5 separate regions of the Mus musculus genome follow, and regions 2, 3, 4 and 5 are each linked to region 1. The links are chromatin contacts, called in public HiChIP or PLAC-seq and promoter capture Hi-C maps. All regions are on one chromosome and are shown on one strand. Each heading gives the region's core, a stretch centred on a gene start, on an enhancer-like site or on the middle of the called end of the contact. The rest is flanking DNA. Distances are from core to core; before and after follow the strand shown. Region 1 holds the start of Rimbp3 (RIMS binding protein 3). Region 2 holds the start of Ccdc74a (coiled-coil domain containing 74A). Region 3 holds the start of Lrrc74b (leucine rich repeat containing 74B). Region 4 has its middle 7.3 kb from the start of Igll1. Region 5 holds the start of Lztr1 (leucine-zipper-like transcriptional regulator, 1).

Region 1 (2,599 bases), core at 61-2,560:
TTTGGGGTGCCACCAGTGTTACTCTGGGCTTCTAGGGGCGGCTCTTCCAAGGAATGCGTGGCTTGGGGGTCCGCGGGTCCCGGTAAAGCCGGCTGCCAGCGGAAGTGCTCTAGGATGTATTTAAGGAATAGCTGGCGCTCCACGTCTAGCGCCGCCTGCAGGTGGCGGATGCGCGCGGCTTGTTCGCCGTCGGTCTCCCAGCGCAGCAGCGCCAGCACTTCCTGCAGGCGACAGCGGCATTGTGCCGCGGAGGCTTCGGATGCCCCTGAGCGGCTGCAGTAACCACGGTTCACTAGCTCCTGGGCCAGCTGACGCTGAAGCTCCCTTGCCTGGCGCAATACAACATCGCGCTCCTGGTGTAGCAACTGCTGCAGCTGCCGCATCTCTGCCTCCTTCCAGCGCAGCAGCTGCCGGATCTCGGCCTCACGCTCGCGCTGCACCTCCTCCTGCAGCTGCCGCAGCTCCCGGAGGCGTCGTGCCTCCCACTTGGAGCGCAGATGGTCAGCCAGCTGCTGCCGCTCCTGCTCAGCCGACTCCCGCAGCTGGCGCGTCTGGGTAGCGAAACGCCTCCGTTCCGACCGGCCGCGCGCGCGCTCGCCCTCCAGCTCTGCCCGTAGTTTTTCTAGCTCTCGTCTCTGCTCCTCCAGCACTGCGGCCGCTGGGCCGGGGCTGCTTGGCTTCTTGGGCGACGCGCGGCCACCACCCAAGGGGGTGGGTGAGTCCTTTGTCATTGTGGCCGCAGCCCGGCAAGAAGCCAGAGAGATAGTTTGGTATTGGTAGGCCAGTTAGCCAACGGCCTCCGCCCCCGGCCGCTGCCAACCGCCCCACGCGCCCCTTCCGGCGCCCCTAGGTGCCCTCCGCGCGCCTCTTCCGCCTTGGGGGCGATCTCCCTTATAACCTGTCGCCTCCCCACAGATTGAGTGCCTTTCGCTTCTTCCTAAACTCCTGAGACCCCTTTCAAACTAGCCTCTGAACTTCCCCGGATACCCCGGGCATATTTCGGAGCCCACACATATCTGCTTTAGGGCTTTTGTGACCTGTTCCACTTTCGCCCTGGCAGTGTGCAATCCTTTCCAGAATTAGATCCCCAGTAGGGTTCCTAGATGATCGCTGATCCTGGGCCTGAGTAAAAATGGATTCTGGTCAGATCTCACCTGGCTCTACTAGGGTTTCTGGTCGAGTTTTGAAATTAGGTAAACTTCTTACAAGATCTGCTTAAATTTGTGGTTGAGCTCTGAGCCCTAAGTGGCTATAACTCCTCTGTTCCTACGCAGGACCCAACATGCTAAGCCTTTTCTTTGTTCTTTTTCTTTTCTTTTTTCTTTTTGGTTTTGTTTTTTTGTTTTTTGTTTTTTTGTGTTTTTTTTTTGTTTTTGTTTTTGTTTTTGTTTTTTTTGAGACAGCGTTCCTCTGTGTAGCCCTAGCTGTCCTGGAACTCACTCTGTAGACCAGGCTGGCCTCAAACTCAGATATCCGCCTGACTCTGCCTCCCAAATGCTGGGATTAAAGGCCATCACTGCCCGGTGCCTTTTCTTATATCAACTGAAACTTTGTGTTGTTTGTTTGTTTGTTTGTTTGAGACGTGTGTGTGTGTGTGTGTGTGTGTGTGTGTGTGTGTGTGTGTAGAGCTGGCTGTTCTGGAATTCACTCTATAGAGCAGGCTGTCTCTGCTTCCCCAGTGCTTGGATTGCAGGAGTTGACCAACATGTCTTGCATCTGAGCCTTTTTGAATCAGCAGGTGGCAGTGACTGAGGATTGATTGCACCCACCTCAAACATGCTGGGCAAATTTTATACCACTGAGATTCATATCCTGTCTCTGTTTCTGTCTGTCTCTGTCTCTCTCTCTGTGAAGTAGTAGTAGTACTAGTAGTAGTAGAGACTGAGCCCAAGGTCTCATTTAGTAAGTAATAGGCAAGCACTTTACTATTCATTATATCTTCAGTCTTCAGCCCCTTTAAAAATGTAAGATGTTGGGGCTGGAGAGATGGCTCAGTGGTTAAGAGTACCAAATGCTCTTCCGAAGGTCCTGAGTTCAAATCCCAGCAACCATATGGTGGCTTACAACCATCTGTAACAAGATCTGATGCCCTCTTCTGGAGTGTCTGAAGACAGCTACAGTGTACTTACATGTAATAAATAAATAAATCTTTAAAAAAAAAAGTAAGATGTTAAGATGAGCAGTGGTGGTATATCCTTTTAATCCCACCATTCAGGAGGAGGAACCAAAGCCATGTTTTCTGCAAGATCAGCAAGCACCCATAACCCTTGAGCCATCTTTCCAGCTCCCCAAAACATTAAAAAAAAAATATATATATATATATAGTCTCACTCTGTAGCTCTGGATGGCTTAGAACTGATGTCTACTGGGCTATCCTAGAAGTCACAGAGACCTTGCCTGGAATAAAGGTATGCAGCACCATGCATGAATGTCTGTTTGAAGTTTCTGGTGGTGGTGGTAGTAGTGGCGATGGTGGAATTTTTTGTTTTGTGTTTGTCTTTGTTTTGGAGACAGGGTCTGGTCTTTCTATGTCCTGGCTGACTTGGAAGTTGCTATGTAGACCAGGCTGGGCTCAAACTCACAAAGATCAACTTGCCTC
Region 2 (2,599 bases), core at 52-2,551, 440 kb before region 1:
AGCTGTGGCTGGGGAAAGGGCCACCTGTCCAAGTGCCCAGAACTGGTCTCCTCTGGGTTAGCATGCAGGGCTCCCTGCTGCCAGATAGGCTTGAGTGATAACTCCCTGCAAGTCCTACCTTTTTTCTGAGGCTTCTCATTCATGATTAGCTTGTAGTGGAGATCTGAAAGCAAACAAATACTCCTTATCACACTTAAAATCTACAGCCACTGGGAGCACAAATGTGGCCTGCTCTTTGGGTCCCACCAGCTTTTTCCACCAACCCTTTACCTCAGGCATCTCAGACCAGAAATGCCTCTAGCTGATCCCTGTCATCCCCAACACCTGCAAGGTGCCCATCCACTAGGCCAGGCAGGGGCAGGGCTGCAGGGCTGCTGAAGTGAGACAGGATGGCTGGCTAGCCTTCCAGGAGCCCCTGGCAATGGTAAGGTAAGTGGGGTGTGGCATGGGGCTGGTCAGTCAGACATGGGGTGAGTCTCAAGCAGAGCCCTAATGTAATAAGATGCCCAGGTAAAGACAACACCAGAAAGAGGGAGAAACCCGAGGCACAGGGCATGGAGTGGGGGGAAGCAGAGGAACCCTAGCTGAGCTGTAGACAGTGAAAAGCAGTTATGTCACAGGGTGGCCTGAAGTTCTGAGTAGGCCAAGCCTTGGGGGTGGGGGTCGGGGGTGGGGTGGAGCAGCATCCTGGCAATCCCTGCCCAAAATCTGGATGTGCTTAGTTGGTGACCCATTTACTGGAATTTGCTGTGTGCTGTTTAACTTCGGCAACAGTTTTAAATAATGAGCCGGACTACACCCTGCCCTGCACAGAGTGCACAGGAGGGTCAGCGTTCATTTGGGCTGGTGGGCACAGGAGGACTGAGCCTATCGGCAGGCCCTACCGAAGAGAAGCCTCCCGCATCCTTCCCCGCACCCGGAGACTGTTAAGAGTTGATGGCCGTGACCTTCAGGTTGTAAATGCTGGGCCAGCACCCAGAGGCTCACCCTTATTCTCCCGCTTCAGGTGCTCGATCTCCTCGTGGAGTTTGACTAGCGTCTCCGAGTGCTGCTGCTGTAGGAACTGCAGGCTCTTTTCCAGGTCCAGGATCCGCTTCTGTGCTTCGCTGAACCCGAGCGGAGGCGGCTGCGTCCCCGCGTGCTGCAGGCCGGCGGGAGGGCGCGGGCGTAGGCGGGCCGCGCCCCGGGAGCCTGGGGCCGCGGAGCTGAGGGGCCGAGCCCCGGCCGCCAGCCCGGCCCCGCTCATGAAGGCGTCGCCGCCGCTCAGTACTGGCTGCTGGAGCCTGGCACTCGGTCGCCTTGGGAACCGGCGCGCCGGAGAGGGCGGGGCGCGCCGCGGGGCGGGGCCTGCGGCCGCGTTCCGCAAAAACCAAGGCGCCAGACTCTTGAACTGGTCCGGAACAGTAGTTCTTATGAGTGCTGTGTGCGGTGCGTGTGCCTGTGGAGACCAGCACTCGACGTCCGGTCTCATTCCCCACCTCATAGATTTTGAGAAGAGGTCTGTCTCGTCTTGTGACTAGCTGGGCTGGCCCGTGAACCCCAGGATCTTCCCATTTCCCCGGCTTCCAGCGCTTAAGATCCCGGGTGTGCGCCTTCCCTCCCCACTTCTCATGTGGGTGCTAGGGACCCGAATTTAGACCCGAATTTCTCCTGCTTGGGCAGAAACCACTATACCTTCTGAGCCATCACCCTAGCCCCGCTTGTACTTTTGAACCAGGGTCTCACTCTGTAGTGCAAACTAGCTTGGAATTCATTGTGTAAAACCGGGATTATAGATGTATGCCAAAGCACTGGCTTTTTTGTTTTTGTTTTTCGAGACAGGGTTTCTCTGTATAGCCCTGGCTGTCCTGGAACTCACTTTGTAGACCAGGTTGGCCTCGAACTCAGAAATCCGCCTGCCTCTGCCTCCCCAGTGCTGGGATTAAAGGCGTGCGCCACCACCGCCCGTCGCACTGGCTTTTAAAGTGGGTCTTAGTCTTTCATTTTAATAGCTCACATTTTTGGATACATAGTAATAGTTTCACAAATCTTCCAACACTCACTGAATCTTTGTGTATAAATAGAGCTGTCTGAACCAACACAAGAGAACCGGCCAGCCCACTTCTTTAATTCCAGCAAATGGGAGACAGAGGCAGGTGGATCTTCCAGAGTTCCGAAGTCTGCCATAGTGAGTTCCCGGAACAGTCAGAGCTACACAGTGAGAACCTGTCTTCAAGAAAACAAAAGTCCAGTGCTTGCCTTTACCTAGAGAACCCAGCCAGCAGGATCAAAAACAAGAAAGTCCTGGCTTTCTAGACTTTAGTTTTTTTTTTTTTTTCATTTATGCGTACCCGTATGAGTATATTCTGTGGGTGTGCATGTGTGAGCATTGAGCCCCGGAGCTGGAATTACAGGCAGCCTTGGGTGTCTGCTGGAAACCAAACTCAGGTTTTCTGGAAGAGCAGGAAGCTCTCTTTCTTAACTGCTGGCTCATCTCTTATCCACGTGAAAACTAGGCCACTTACTTTTTATGACATGGTAGATTTGTTTGTTTGAGACATAGTTTAGCTACATAGGCCAGGCTGACTTCAAACTCAGAGATCTGCCTCTGCCTCCTTTC
Region 3 (2,599 bases), core at 48-2,547, 350 kb before region 1:
CACACACTCAGCAAACCCAGCTCCCTTCTCAAAGACTTTTCGGACATCCAGCTGGTGGTCTCTCTGAGAGGCTTAGTGCTGTGTTGCTCAGAGAATTACTGCCTCCTGCTGCATCAGGGTACCTTAGGGCAGGAGAACTGCAGACGCTAACAGAGACCGAGAAGACGCTGGAGACAAAGCCCCTTACGTGGGCGAATGGATCTTCCACTGTTCTCTGAATGGACTAAAATCCCTTCTGACTACCTCTCACCCCCATTCCCACTTTCCCACCAGCTGGGGTTCTAAAAAGCCAACTTTTATCCCTCGGCAAGCAAGACCCCCCACAGCAGACTCTGCAGTCTGGCCAGGAGCGGTTCTTACCCTATCACGTAGACTACCACTGCCAGCTGCAGCAGCCTCTGGGAGACGCCCACCCGACAGTTCCTGGTTAGCACATATTTCTCCGTCTTGTAATCCAGAAACCCCCAGCTCACGAGTGCTGCTGCGGCTGCAGAAGCCATGTTCCCAGTTCCTGCTGGCTGCAACTGCATGAGTCAGCAGGCAACTTTAGCCGCAGCTGAACTGGAGGCCAAGAAGCCATGCATGGGATTCAGGCCAGTGTTGTTAAAGGGACATCTCAAATTCAGTAGGAGCTGGCTCCTGCCTCATTCCCAAACCCCAGCTGGTGTAGCCCCGCCCCCTTTTGTCCAGAGTCCCTGGGTTGGACCCTATGCATAGAGAGAGGAATAGACCTGTCCCTACCCACTCACTTTGTTTTCTTATATGGTGGGCAGTCAACACGGGGTAACAGAAGCCCAGAGAAGGGGCTCTGAACTCAAACTTGCACATTCCAAAGAGTATAAATTGGGTTTGAGATACCCCTGCTGGCGCAGCAGCATAGCAACCTCTAGATCTTGAGAGAAAGCTGAGACCCTTAGGCAGTGACCGCATAGCTGTGGCCCCAGAGAAAAACTATTGCTAGGCTACAGATCTTCTGTAGAGCCGCTGTCTACTCCAAGCGCCGTAACTAAAACACTAGTTCTGGGGTCAGACTGGAAATGTTTGTGAAAAGAACATGAAGGAGTGACTACCCCCGTGCATGGCAGCGGTAGTCAGCCCTGGGAAAGAGCGTGCCAAGGTTGTGTTTTCTTTTGCAAACAAGACCCGGTTCCCAGGACGACGGCGGGGTGGGAGGGCGGGCACCGTTACTGGCCCCAGAGACCACCTGTTGTCCGTAGATCAGATTCGATTGGTCAAGGAGGCCAGAGGGACCGCCCACATCCCTGGGAAGAGTTCCAGGCGGTGAGCTGTGTGGTTAGAGTCTGCGTCCCGGACTGGGTAGTGAGAGTAAACATGAAGGGTCCCTGCGAAGTTCAGAAGAATGAAGATCAAGAGGGAGAAGCTGCGGCCACTGGGCCTCAGGCAGAGACCCTGGAGGCCGAAAGGTCCTGGACTGCAGATTCACACTCTGCTCTGGAAGCAGAAGGTGCCTCATCCTCCGCGTGGGGTCCTAGTTGGAATCCTCACTTGAGGATATTCCCGCAAAAGTGGTGGGAGGGCAGCTAGAACCGACCGGCACCCTCTGTGGGGGCACATTTCCCAGTATCAGCAGCTGATACCCCTCAAGTCCTTGCCCTCCTGGAGGAATGAGGAGGCCTAACATTTAGAACTGTCTTCTGGAAAACCTGCAAATGAAATACCCTGACAAGCAGTTGTGTCCCAAAGAGTTCGGGGCTGGGCGTTCCAACCTATAGGAAAAACCTAGCTAATGGATATATTGGATTTAAGATTGTTTCCAGCCCTCTGCTCCCAGGGTGTTTATATAGACCTTATGACCCGTGGACTGAGAATGTAGCTCAGTGTAGTGCTTGCCTAGCATGGTTGAAGCATTGAGCTCAAGGCTGAACTTAACCAGCAAGCTGGAGGCCAGCTTTGGTGGTGGTGGTGGAGGTGGTGTGTGTCAGTGTGTCTGTGTATGTGTGTCTCTCTGTGTGTGTCTGTGTCTCTGTGTGTGTGTGTCTGTGTGTCTGTGTGTGTGTCTTTCTGTATGTGTGTCTGTGTCTCTGTGTGTGTGTGTCTGTGTATGTCTGTCTGCCTGTCTGTGTCTGTGTGTGTGTGTCTGTGTCTGTGTGTCTGTGTGTCTGTGTATGTGTGTCTGTCTGTGTGTGTGTCTGTCTCTGTGTGTGTGTGTCTGTGTGTGTGTCTTTGTGTGTGTGTCTGTATGTGTGTCTCTGTGTGTGTGTCTCTGTGTGTGTCTCTGTGTGTGTGTCTGTGTGTATCTGTGTGTCTGTGTGTATGTGTGTCTCTGTGTGTGTGTGTCTCTGTGTGTGTGTCTGTGTGTCTGTGTATGTGTGTCTCTGTGTATGTGTGTGTGTGTGTGTCTCTGTGTGTGTCTCTCTGTGTGTGTCTCTGTGTGTGTGTGTGTGTGTGTATGTTTGGGAAGGTGATCTGTGATACCTGGACGCAGTGGGGCAAGGACAGCAAACATGTCAGCATTAGGCAAATGCTCCCTTTGGTTCACTAGTTTGGTGGCTTTGAGAAAAGACTTAATTAATTTTTAGTGTGGAGGTCCTCATCTAGAATATGGGCACAGTAGCCACCAGAACAAGAAGAAATGGCA
Region 4 (2,599 bases), core at 34-2,533, 350 kb after region 1:
GAGTGGTATATCCACCTGGGCCATTCCATATCAATCATCAATCAAGAAAATGCAGTATAGACTTGCCCACAGGCCAATCTGGTGGGAGCATTTTTTTCTTAGTTGAGGTTCCCCATTCCAAATGACTCTAGCTTGTGTCAAATTGTCATTAACCTAGCAAGCACAATTGACCCTTTGTCAACTTCACTCACAAATAATTCAGCATAACCTTTGCTTTCTTGTTGTTCCTAAGGTTTCATATCAATATCAACATCACAATATACAATATTCTAATTTTAAGGGTCTCACAGTCCCTAAAAATTTCAATACTTTAAAAGTTCAGTCTCTTACAATATCCAGTCTCTCTGAAACTCCAAATATCTGTAAAATTCCAAAGCTTCTTAACTATGGGCTCCTGTAAAATACGAAATAGTTAAATATTTTCATATTCCAAGAGGGAAGGACCAGGCAGCATCACAATCAGATCAAGGCAAAATCAAAGTCAAACAGGGTAAAGGTTCATGTTGTAAAGCTCGATGTTGTAAAGCTCGACGTCAGGCCTTTGGGACTTCTTAGTTCCCAAGGGCTGGCCAAGCATATGCATCACCCATCAGAGGCTCAGGCCAGCTCTATACCACAGAGTTGCTGCTGTTCCTGGTGGTTATCCCATGATATTGTCATCTCTAACATTCTGCAGGCTCCTGTTGCAATCGAGTTGCACTTTCACCAACAGTCTCCTGGGCCATCTGCAGGGACTCTGGTCCTGCTATATGTTGTCAAGTGTCAACTTCTCTCTAAGACCCTTTCAGTTCGAATGCTCCTACTTCAACCTAGGCTACACGTTTACCAGCAAGCTCTTCATGGTGCCAAGACTCGGCAGCTCTCCATGACTCTTTATGCCTTCACAACCAGTATTACCTGGGAAACTTACACATTACTGTCGGCCTGAGTCTGCTCAGCTGCAGGGCACGGCTGCTTGGGGAGGAGGAACTTGGGGAGTTTGACTGAGATTACCCTGTGCTGCCTTCCGGGTGAGTTCACGAGCTGTAGGGAAGTGCTCCTGGGATAGGAAAGCACAGTCTGAGATGAGGGAAAGTCGGACCTGATTTAGGGGTCCTTGGGTCTGTGACATTGCCAGGGCCATGGGGTTCTTAGACTCTTGGACATCTAGGCGCCACTGGAAGTCACAGAAGAGCAGAGAACAGAGTCAGGGGCCACATGGCCTGGGGACAGCATCTAGCTGGGGCTGGGGAGGGGGTGGGGAGGAAGGAGAGCTCTGGCTTGTCTCATGGGGTGAGTGTCCTTTGCTTAACAGAGGCAGGTTTGGTGGCAGTTGTGGCTGGGAGTGCAGAGAGGCCTTCTACAGGATGTGGCTCTGTAGACAAAGACCTTCTCCAGGTTCCTCATGGTGAATCTTGATGAAAGAGACAGTCGATGATGGAAAATTGATGCATAAAACCACTTCTCAGGGTGGGCCTGAGATTAAATTCCTTTTGCAGGGAGGAATGTCTAGGAAGAGAAGCTTATGGGCTTAAGCCCTCCCGGCCTAGGTTCCTCATTAGCATGGAGAACTCTGTTTTGAGCCTATGTGACCATAGGCCACGTTTCTTTTATGTGAGAGAAGCATGGCATGTGTTCCAAGTCAGGAGTCTGGCAGGGAGCTGGGAGTCACCTAAGCCTCAGGTGTGTGCCCACGAGTCTCTTCCTCTTGACCTGCTTTACCTTAACAAACTTCCTGGCATGTGTTTTTTTTTTTTTTTTTTTTTTTTTTTTTTTTTTTTTTTTTGAGACAGGGTTTCTCTGTATAGCCCTGGCTGTCCTGGAACTTACTCTGTAGACCAGGCTGGCCTCGAACTCAGAAATCCGCCTGCCTCTGCCTCCCGAGTGCGCCACCACGCCCGGCTCCTGGCATGGTTTTAATCCCACACATTACCAGGTTTGTTTGCCAGCACGAGGTCCAGGCTTGGACCTGTTTGCACTATAGGTTTGTGTGCTGACCCCGAGGAAACACTTCCCAGAAGGTTCTGCTTCCTTAATGCTGGTTTCTTCTTAACCTTAGTTTATTTGCAGCCTTAACTGACCAGTCTTAATTTACCCAGTCAAGCAAGTTTTCACACTCTAAGACTTGGTGCCAATTTCTGTCCTAGTTATGGGTTCAATTGTGATAAAACATGACTAACATGAGCTTGAGGGAGGAGAGCTTATTTTAGCTTACAGCTTGTATTCCACCATCCAGGGAAAGTCAGTGTGGGAACTCAAGATAGGAACTAATGCAGAGGCTGTGGGGGAACATTGCTTACAGGCTTGTGCCTCTCTCTTACTCAACTTGCTTTCTTATACACCCTGGACCCATTGGTCCAGGGCAGGAGCGGGACCACCCACAATTGTCTGGGCTCTTCCATACCAATCAGCAATCAAGAAAGTGCACCACAGGCTTGCCCACAGGTGGGGGAATCTTCTTGGTTGAGGTTTACTTTTCTCAAATGACTTCAGCTTGACATAAAGTTGACATAAAACTATCCAGCACAGATTCAGTCAGAGAAAAGATGTGTATTGCATCTTCAGTGGAGTATGAGGCAGTGATTGTTAATTTGGATCTGAAATGAATCTGAAGCTTGGT
Region 5 (2,599 bases), core at 37-2,536, 300 kb before region 1:
GAAAGAAGAAAAGTGCCAGTAGGGCTAGCATGTTTCTTCCAAAGCTGTCTCCTCTTTCAACACAAGGATATCTCCATGAACCTAGCACAGGCTGCCGTTTGAATGCTGGATAAAAGGGCTTTAGGGGTAGGGTCTTCCTCACCGTAACATGGGAATCAAGGGCAAAGCACCACACAGATGGCGAAACAGAGGCTCACAAGGCATAGCTAATGACTCCCATCCTCTGTCTCTCTCTGTCATCATCCCCTGCCACCACTTCCATCAAAACAGGCAAACTCACCCGTTGTCTCCACCAAACACATAGATGGCATCCTTATATGCCACGACTGTGTGCTTGCTGCGCCTAGAAAGAAAGAAGGGGTGAAGGGTGGTGAGACCGGAACTCTCCCAGCTGGCACCCAAGAAATGGGACTACACACATGGTTGCTACCACATAAGTTTGGACAAAGCCTCTCAACTGCTAAGATCTATAGAGATCCTTCAGTTCTTCAGACAGCAAGGACATACATCGGGGACGCTTCAGACTTCCCACTCATACCTCACAGCTCAGGGACCCAAACAGGATCCTCAGAAACACAAGTCTGGTACCCTGCCTAGAATCACTACGGTGCTGTTCCCTGGGAACTCAGCTTTGGGAACGACCAATCTATACTCCAAGACATCACACGGGATTTCGTCCCTACAGCCCGTCCTAAGACCAGCTCTCGTCCCTACTACCAGTGCCTTCAGGATCCCTGTACACTGTCGTACCGGGCGCCCACGAATTCGTCACAGGGCGGGAGGCGCCGCCAGCGATGCACTGTTTCGAAGGGTCCAAAGTTGAGCGTCAGGTACTCGACACTGTCTGAGCAGCTGTGGTCAAAGTCCACGCTCGGAGCCACCTTGGAGCGTACCCCTCCTGTCAAGGCCCCGGACCCAATGGGGCCTCCGGAGCCAGCCATCCCTTGTTCAGGCTGGATAGGCCGCCAGGTTGCAGGACTCACGGCCACCGCCCGGGCAGAGCCAAAGGACTACACTTCCCAGAGAGCCCTGCGCCGCTGGTGTAGCACTTCCGGCCGGTTTGTCGGGCCTCCCGACAAACCTCGCGCTTCCCGCGACGCGGCTCGCTATCGAGGAACCTGGCAGCCCGGCTCCTCGCATTATCGTATATCGAGCACATCACATTCTGGAAAGTATTTCTGGCCAAGTCTCGATTTGGGTTTCCTCTTTCAGGATACGCACTCAGACCATAGTAAACCACTGACATTCTCAAGGCAGCGGCGAGCTACACGCTCCCGGCATGCCTTGTAGTCGGGCTTTGCTGTCTCCCGGAAGATCCCCCCGCCCTCCTCCAGGATGAGGTTTCGGACTTGCAAGCGAGCTGCTCAATTGTCCACCTTCTGTTTGTGCTCCCCAAACCTGATCTTCACTGCTCCCCCTCTGCTCTCTCTTGGCATTCTTGTCTGGGACTCTCGATGGCGGGGCACCTCTGGGTTCTCAGTTGAGAGCAGTATCTTCATTTATTTCTCTCCTCTCTCTTCCTCCCCCTCCTTCTCTCTCTTTTTTTAAAAGATTTATTTATTATTATATCTAAGTACACTGTAGCTGTCTTCAGATGCACCAGAAGAGGGCGTCAGATCTCATTACGGATGGTTGTGAGCCACCATGTGGTTACTGGGATTTGAACTCATGACCTTCAGAAGAGCAGCTGGTGCTCTTAACCACTGAGCCATGTCTCCAGCCCCTTTCTCTGTTTTGCTGTGGGTTTTGAACCTAGGATTTGATCAGCATGCACTCTGCCACTAGGCTACACCACAATTTGTGTGTGTGTGTGTGTGTTTTATTTGTAGTCTGCTGCCAGCTGAATCACCCGTGAAATGATTCAGGAAGTTCAGGCAAAAGGGACACATGTAGTGAAATGGATATAATGTCAGTTGGTCTAGTTTCATATTTTTTTGGTAAGAGCTTATAAATGTAAAATAGTAAAAGTCAAGAGCAGCTTCACAATGGCTATCCTAACTGTACAAAAACAAAACCTAGAGATATACAGAATGCAACTGGATAGGTTTTTGAGTGACTACTGCAATCTAGCAGAGTGTATTTGTGAGTTAATAACAATGAGGTGATTTTCATTTTGTTTTATTTCAGACAGGGTTTCTCTGTGTAGCTCTGGCTGTCCTGGAACTCACTCTGTAGATTAGGTTGGTCTTGAATTCAGAGATCTGCCTGCCTCTGCCTCCCGGGCACTGGGATTAAAGGTGTGCGCCACCACCTCCTGGTCTGAGCTCAGGTTTCTGTGGCAGCATGGAGTCTGCAGGACCCAGCTCCCACCTCTCTTAAGTGGACAAATACAAAAGCTGTCTCTGGCTTGTGAAGCTTTTTTAAAAAAAAAAAACAAAAGACTGAGACTTCTAACCCTCCTGCCTCTGTCCTGAGTGCCACTATTACAGATGTGTCACATCATGCCTGGCTCTAAGTGTCGGCCCAATTACACTAGGACACAGTTCTGCTGAGACATGCGTTTTAATTTTAAGGTAATGTTGAAGGGGCTTGCTGGGAAAATCGTCCTAGTAGAGGAAACCAAGGCAGAGCCTGTCCTGCCTCTACACCCAGCTGTCAG

What was found. Promoter capture Hi-C pulls out the DNA fragments that hold promoters and counts their contacts. HiChIP or PLAC-seq counts read pairs in DNA pulled down with a chosen protein or histone mark.
Region 2: a contact with region 1 is called in an HNF4G HiChIP or PLAC-seq map of pancreatic cancer cells. The contact joins the promoter of Ccdc74a here to the promoter of Rimbp3 in region 1. A contact is called at or near these places in 1 of 115 datasets of contacts at active chromatin or transcription factors (pancreatic cancer cells) and 2 of 9 other capture datasets (liver and pancreatic islet).
Region 3: a contact with region 1 is called in a promoter capture Hi-C map of embryonic stem cells. The contact joins the promoter of Lrrc74b here to the promoter of Rimbp3 in region 1. A contact is called at or near these places in 10 of 39 promoter capture datasets (the 3T3-L1 cell line, 3T3-L1-derived adipocytes, cranial neural crest and 6 more), 2 of 484 Hi-C or Micro-C datasets (the N1E-115 cell line and embryonic stem cells), 3 of 115 datasets of contacts at active chromatin or transcription factors (bone marrow-derived macrophages, pancreatic cancer cells and pro-B cells) and 2 of 9 other capture datasets (adipose tissue and liver).
Region 4: a contact with region 1 is called in a promoter capture Hi-C map of pre-B cells, with 6 times the contacts expected there. The contact joins the enhancer-like site here to the promoter of Rimbp3 in region 1. A contact is called at or near these places in 8 of 39 promoter capture datasets (the 3T3-L1 cell line, the HPC-7 cell line, hippocampal neurons and 3 more), 1 of 484 Hi-C or Micro-C datasets (embryonic stem cells), 2 of 115 datasets of contacts at active chromatin or transcription factors (embryonic stem cells and stem cell-derived neural progenitor cells) and 1 of 9 other capture datasets (liver).
Region 5: a promoter capture Hi-C map of pre-B cells shows a contact between it and region 1, with 4 times the contacts expected there. The contact joins the promoter of Lztr1 here to the promoter of Rimbp3 in region 1. A contact is called at or near these places in 14 of 39 promoter capture datasets (the 3T3-L1 cell line, the HPC-7 cell line, cranial neural crest and 6 more), 1 of 15 datasets of contacts at CTCF or cohesin (pro-B cells), 1 of 484 Hi-C or Micro-C datasets (CD8 T cells), 11 of 115 datasets of contacts at active chromatin or transcription factors (the 230-238 cell line, the SCID.adh cell line, bone marrow-derived macrophages and 6 more) and 4 of 9 other capture datasets (adipose tissue, embryonic stem cells, liver and 1 more).

What each region holds. Positions count from the first base shown.
Region 1 is chr16:17,206,846-17,209,444 of GRCm38.p6, reverse strand. Rimbp3 (RIMS binding protein 3) reads right to left here and starts at 1,310. Exons shown (of 1, transcript NM_001033338.3): 1 at 1-1,310. The coding sequence starts at 731.
Region 2 is chr16:17,645,172-17,647,770 of GRCm38.p6, reverse strand. Ccdc74a (coiled-coil domain containing 74A) reads right to left here and starts at 1,301. Exons shown (of 8, transcript NM_001166164.1): 1 at 988-1,301; 2 at 119-163. The coding sequence starts at 1,246.
Region 3 is chr16:17,559,945-17,562,543 of GRCm38.p6, reverse strand. It overlaps Lrrc74b (leucine rich repeat containing 74B), which reads left to right and starts at 1,297. Exons shown (of 9, transcript NM_029053.3): 1 at 1,297-1,465. The coding sequence starts at 1,333. It overlaps P2rx6 (purinergic receptor P2X, ligand-gated ion channel, 6), which reads right to left and starts at 659. Exons shown (of 12, transcript NM_011028.2): 1 at 361-659. The coding sequence starts at 530.
Region 4 is chr16:16,855,340-16,857,938 of GRCm38.p6, reverse strand. No RefSeq gene overlaps it. Among named protein-coding and RNA genes, the nearest start is that of Igll1, 7.3 kb to the left of the region's middle. Within about 2 kb of position 1,283, at least 29 of the 459 cell types and tissues checked have an H3K27ac peak or open chromatin away from gene starts, as enhancers often do. A contact at or near this core is called in the HPC-7 cell line and pre-B cells, where this site is marked.
Region 5 is chr16:17,507,370-17,509,968 of GRCm38.p6, reverse strand. Lztr1 (leucine-zipper-like transcriptional regulator, 1) reads right to left here and starts at 1,286. Exons shown (of 21, transcript NM_025808.4): 1 at 751-1,286; 2 at 281-343. The coding sequence starts at 941. Aifm3 (apoptosis-inducing factor, mitochondrion-associated 3) reads right to left here. Exons shown (of 20, transcript NM_001291070.1): 20 at 2,487-2,599.